Regions from separate parts of the Mus musculus genome. Here region 1 is linked to region 2. Evidence: chromatin contacts called from public HiChIP or PLAC-seq data. All regions are on one chromosome and are shown on one strand. The core of a region is the stretch at or near the end of the contact, and the rest is flanking DNA. Distances in the headings are between cores, read along the strand shown.

Region 1 (2,700 bases), core at 168-2,667, 35 kb before region 2:
GTGTGTGAGAGAGAGAGAGAGAGAGAGAGAGAGAGAGAGAGAGAGGTTTGAAAGCATTTTTATAGCCCCCCTCTCCCCCCTCCCAGTTTGCAGGAGGCTTCCCTGGCTGAGGCTCCTCTTCCTCTCTCTGTGTCTTTGAGGACCCTTTTTTTCCCCAGGAGCCCTGGGTGACTTCCCTTGGCTCCTCTCTCTGGCTCCCTCCGAGTCCCACGAGCCGTGCCTGAGGCCTGTGGGACAACTCAGCCCTGCAGGACTGGGCTTTCTTCAGTCTCAGGCCTGCAGGGTTGGGAAGCAGCCACTAGGGGGCAGCAGTGCCCAGCCCACTCCTGGCTCCTCCCACAGCCTGTGATGGACACGCAGTGACTCTGGGGACTCATTTTCACCTGTGGAACAGAGCAAATGTCTTTTCATTAATACTTGGCCGAGGAAGCTCCTTCCTATCATCTCCACCTCTCCTTTCCCTCTCCCTCTTCCTCTTCCTCTCCTGCTTACCCCCTTCTTGGTATAAAAGGGGGAAACCGAGGCCCACAGAGAGGACCCTACTTGGTTAGGGTAGCCTTCCAGGAGAGTTTAGGGATTCAGTCACGGCTCTGTGCTTGCCTGAAGTGCTCAGGAAAGTCTGGTGAATGTCTGTTAGTCTGTCTGGCGCATGTTGTCCATTTGTCTGGTGAATGTCTGTCTGTTAGTCTGTCTGGTAAATGTCTGTCTGGTAAATGTCTGTCTGTTAGTCTGTCTGGTGAATGTGGTCCATTAGTCTGTCTGGTGAATGTCGGCCATCAGTCTGTCCATAACTTCATGCTGTCATTCACTCCCCTGGCCTGAAGCACTCTGTGTAGCCAAGGATAACCTCACACACTATTTCTCCTGTGTTGAGAGTACAGGTGTGTGCGGCCATGCCCCGTTTGTGAGTCCTAGGGCCTGATAGATGCCAGACCAGCACTCTGCCAGCCAAGCTACATTCTGGCGCCCAATCTCTGTGCTTTGAACCTGCCTTGGGATTTGTCTGCCCTTACTTGAGAGCCACCCACCTCCCCTGCCATTCAAGCAAACACATTCCATCCTGCTAAAAAGAAAATTAAGGTTCAGAGGGGCTCAGCCACCTGCCTTAGGCCACACAGCATTAAGAATAGTTAGACCAGGGGCCCACATGCCTTGCCTGAAACTTGGGCCCTTCCCAGGACTATGCTGGGTGGGCTGTCAGTGTGTGCCTGTGTGCCTCTGTGTGTGTGTGTGTGTGTGTGTGTGTGTGTGCAATCCCCTGCCAGCACCCTGCTGCAGCCCCTTCAGGACAGGAGACACCCGGGGCTCAGCTAGGGTTGGCCATGGCTGTTCTGTCTGTCACACTCTAAGCCAGCTGGGGACCCACAGGGCTGATTGATTGGTATATCTGCACTGCCCCACCCAGCACTGCTGGTCATGGGACTGCTCACCGGCTGCCCTGCAGGGCAGAGGGAGGCGGCCACATGCTCTGCCCACACTGTGGGTGCCACCCGCACGGCCAGGTGCTTTCTGTTGTTTGCACCTGCGAGCTGCCCTCCTGGGAAAGGAAGATGTCTGCTGTCTCAGGGGTTTTAGCTGAGGCCTGGGACGATGGGAAATAACCTCGCCTGGTCCTGTGGTGCTTCCTCCCTCAGGGGTGGCCACCCTTCTGCTCGGGGTTTATGATCTCCAAGGGGTTATAGAACAAGATGACTCAGTGTGGACCCTGACCTTGGGCACAGTTTACCCAGCAGCCCCTCCTGTAACAGTAAAGTCACAAGGCTTTACTGGGGTTCTGGGGTTTCCACAGTGCCACAGACTTCTGGAAAGGGATGGGGGCGCAGGGAGAGGGATATGGGGGAGTGGGGACTGGGAAGAGGGGTGTGAGAGGAGGAGGGACTGGGGAGAGGGATGTGGGGGGCTGTTTCTTGTTAGGCCAGCAAGGGCTTCTTTGAGGAAGTGACTCAGGGTGGAGCATGTCAAAGAATCAGAGGCAGGTGACAGGAACAAAGGTCTTGGGACTTATTTCGTTTGATTATGATGGTGATGATGACAGTTTTGAGTGAGAGATTATTGGAGCTGAAGTGGAGAGGGTGATCCTTGGTAGCAGGATGAGGGTCATGTCTTAATCAGTGTTTCTATTCCTATATAAAACATTATGACCAAGAAGCAAGTTGGGGAGGAAAGGGTTTATTCAGCTTACATTTCCACATTGCTGTTCATCACCAAAGGAAGTCAGGACAGGAACTCAAGCAGGGCAGGAACCTGGAGGCAGGAGCTGATGCAGAGGCCATGGAGGGGTGATGCTTACTGGCTTACTTCCTCTGGCTTGTTCAGCTTGCTTTCTTATAGAACCCAGGACCACCAGCCCAGGGATGGTCCCACCCACAAGGGGCCTTTCCCCCTTGATCACTAATTGAGAAAATGTCTTACAGCTGGATCTCATGGAGGCATTTCCTCAAGGGAGGCTCCTTTCTCTGTGATAACTCCAGCCTGTGTCAAGTTGACACACAAAGCCAGCCAGTACAGGTTGGATCATATAGAACTTACTAAATGAATCTTGCTCATATCTATATGAGATCCCATATATGGGATTTATTAGAATGGCTTACAAGCTACAGTCCAGCTTGTCCAACTATGGCTGTCTGCCACCAGGAAGTCCAGGCATCTAGTAGCTGCTCAGTCCACGAGGCTGGATGTTGCAGCTGGTCTTCGAGGCCA
Region 2 (2,972 bases), core at 219-2,718:
CCTGTCCAGTGTGTACCCTCTTCTCTCTTATCAGCCCCCACAAGCTCCAGCCCTTAAGGGTTAAGCACAGTGAGCTCATGTGATACTCGTTCATATGAATCATCCTTATGGCTCCTTGTGCCCAGCCTAGGAAAGGGGGCAGATGCTGTGCCCCCAAGTTGCCATGGCAACCCTGCTTGTACCAAAATGCAGGCACCTCAGCCCCAGACCCACCCTTGAGGGAAGCTCAGGGCAGGTCACCTGCGTCCTCCATCCTCGAGGAGAGGCAGCAGGGACTGCTGAGCGGATAAGAGGGGGAAGGAGCTTGGTGGGGGAGGCTTAGCTGCTTAGCTCCGCAAGGAGATGGAAGCCGAAGGGCGCTGCCGCTGCCGGGAGAGGGAGACAGACTGACAGCCAGCCACAGGTCCTCAGACTTCACCTGAAGCCCTGGAGGCTCGTGCGGCAGCGGCCCCTCCACCTCCCCGGGGCAGCCGCCTCCCACGTACATGCCCCCACACGCGCGCACTCACCCGCGTTCCTGCACGGTGCTGCCTGGGGTGGGTAAGCAGTCTGGCACATGAAGTCCCCGAGGGACAGCGAGCGAGCGAGTTGAGACTTAGGGGGAGAAAAAAAAACAAAACAAAAAAAAAAAAACTGGGGCTGACGCCAGCTCCCTGGGCGGCCACCTCCCGAGGCCCCTCCTGCATTCCTGGGCTGTGCACCCCTCGCCAAGACAGGGGGCTGATGTCATTCCGGGCTGCCGGGCCAGGGGACCCGGGCTGGGTGGCTGCCTCTCCGGAAGTGAGCGCGCTGCCTGCTGGGCGGCAGGTTCAGTCGGCTTCGGGTTTGGAGTCTCCAGCCTGAGGACTGGAGATCTGCCTAGTTCAGACGAGAAGAGCCTGGAGAGAGAGCTGGCCGGCGGCGGTGGGCGGTGGCTCCCAGGTGTGCATGGGAGTTCTCCCTGCATGGACGGAGGAAGTGAGTTGGGGGTGCCAGCCCCCTCGCCCAGTTCTTCACAGCCACCTGCCCCTTGACTTCATCAGGGTTGGCCCCAGGGACTAGAACTGGACGACCTGGTTGGTTGACTCTAGGCTCCTGCTGGTGACCCCCTGCTGACCCGTCCCGTCCCTGTTTCGTGACCCGCACGGATGCCTGTCGGGCGATGTTTACTTTACTTGCGCTGATGTTCTCTGCCGGGCTTCCCATCGGAGCCCAGAACTTCTCCCCAAGGACGGTCACCGACAGAAGGACCAGGACCCTGGCAGTGTCGGCCTCCTAACTGCCTCCGCCTGCCCCCTCCTCCAGGCTGGCCCTATGGAGTACCTGGGCGACAAGCTTTCAGTGGCCCAGACACACATGACTCAGTGGGTTGGCACGGTGAGGCGGTCCTTCCAGGAGGCTCTGCACTTGGTGACGGCCACGGTGGGCACCGAGCGGAGCGGGGAGTCCGCCGCTCGCACCCCGTTCAAGCGCACCTCCTCCTTCAGACACCTGGCCTCTCGGAGCCGAGAGTCCTTCCGCCGCTTCTCCGCACGCAGCCAACAGAGGTTCTCATCCCTCCGGAAGAGACAGCCAGACTCTGAGGCCCCTGATCTTGTAAGCTTGGGGATAGATGTGTGTGGTTTAAAATAGCAGGGCAACCCTGGGAAGGTCCCTTCCCTCGGACTCCTGAGAGGGGGCCAACTCGTAGAAGCCTCAGGGGAGGACTTTTCCTATCAGTGATGATGGCCTTGGGATACTGAGGGGGATGTAGGCTGGGTTGGCTGCTCTGCAGGTGCAGCACCCACTGCTTGAAGCTGGTGGGGAACGGACTCCGGGCTCCTTGTCTGTGAGCAGGGCTGTGTGGGGGTTGGGGGGGCACTGCTGTCCCCACGGCATGCCGGCATCTCTATTTTTAGGGAAGCTTACTTGACACCTGCTCTATCTCCTCTTGCCCTCCCAGGGTGACCAAGTGGTCTCATTGCCTGTGTGCTGATTTAAGGCGGTTGCCTGGTTGCCACTGTTCAAAAGTGAGACACTGAGTGACTTCCGAGGGGAGGAGCTGTAGGGGACTGGGTGGAAGGTGATGGCAGGTCCTGCCAGCCTGGGAGCTTGGACTTGTGTGAAGAGCCCGGCCATTGTGGAGCGCCCAGGCCCAGCTATTGGGTTCTATGCTGTGAGACCAGGGTAATCATAGCCAGTGAGTGTAATCTGGAGTGATATGAGGCGGGTCTGGAGACAGAACGGTGACCTCGTGGGCATGCGCAGCAAGGTGCGGGAAGTCTGGCTGGGAGAGAGAAGCAGGAAGAACACTTCCCTGCCCAACTCTTGGCAGATGGTTTCTGGGACCTCTAATGACTTCGGGGACACTAACGTCACCAACCAGAACGAAGCTTAGTTGCAGTGCCCAATGTCTTCAGATAGCTGGCCTCTGCCCTGGGCTGAGTTGTCCCAGTTTTCAGGGGCGTTCGAGGCCAGACATGGGTTCAGTTATCCCTTTTTGTCCCCAGAGCCAGTGTGGTTATGAGACAGTGTTGGGCAGGGGAATGCAGCTGTCCGCAGAGACCAGGGGACTCAGCAGGGCGCACACAGCCACTGAGCCACTAGGCAGGGGCTCACCCAGGCCAGAAGCCATGCTGTGAGGCTGATCAGGGGTGACTCCTTGTGTGGGAGTCTGCACTCCTTTGGGTCTTGAGTGCTCGCCCATTCTCCGCGAAGGAAGAGCTCGTTCTGTGTCAGCTTGTCTGTCTCCTCCTGCCCCGTTCCCCAGAATCCTCTCCAGGAACACTAGCTCTGTTCCCTGACCTCTGCCCTAGCTCTTCTTGGGCTGTGTGACTTTGGATGCTGCCCTAAGTCTCTGTGCCTCTGTGCATGTGGAGTGTGCTCGCAGTGACAGGCCAGCCACCCAGGTGGCGAGTGGGTGAACATAAATACACCCAGAAGTAGTGTGGATTTCCAGGTCTTCCCACTCCTGCTTGGCCTCTCTCTGGGGTGGGCAGAGCTGGCATTGGCTC

The links. HiChIP or PLAC-seq counts read pairs in DNA pulled down with a chosen protein or histone mark.
Region 1: a contact with region 2 is called in an HNF4G HiChIP or PLAC-seq map of pancreatic cancer cells. The contact joins the enhancer-like site here to the promoter of 4833439F03Rik in region 2. A contact is called at or near these places in 1 of 39 promoter capture datasets (macrophages), 2 of 484 Hi-C or Micro-C datasets (LSK cells and nephron progenitors), 7 of 115 datasets of contacts at active chromatin or transcription factors (the 230-238 cell line, bone marrow-derived macrophages, embryonic stem cells and 4 more) and 3 of 9 other capture datasets (adipose tissue, liver and pancreatic islet).

What each region holds. Positions count from the first base shown.
Region 1 is chr5:113,171,113-113,173,812 of GRCm38.p6, reverse strand. The region is part of intron 6 of 2900026A02Rik (RIKEN cDNA 2900026A02 gene); the gene reads left to right. Among named protein-coding and RNA genes, the nearest start is that of Gm42161, 27 kb to the right of the region's middle. Within about 2 kb of position 1,417, at least 22 of the 459 cell types and tissues checked have an H3K27ac peak or open chromatin away from gene starts, as enhancers often do. A contact at or near this core is called in pancreatic cancer cells and pancreatic islet, where this site is marked.
Region 2 is chr5:113,136,308-113,139,279 of GRCm38.p6, reverse strand. It overlaps 4833439F03Rik (RIKEN cDNA 4833439F03 gene), which reads right to left and starts at 1,468. Exons shown (of 3, transcript NR_166693.1): 1 at 1,303-1,468; 2 at 510-940. The region is part of intron 6 of 2900026A02Rik (RIKEN cDNA 2900026A02 gene); the gene reads left to right.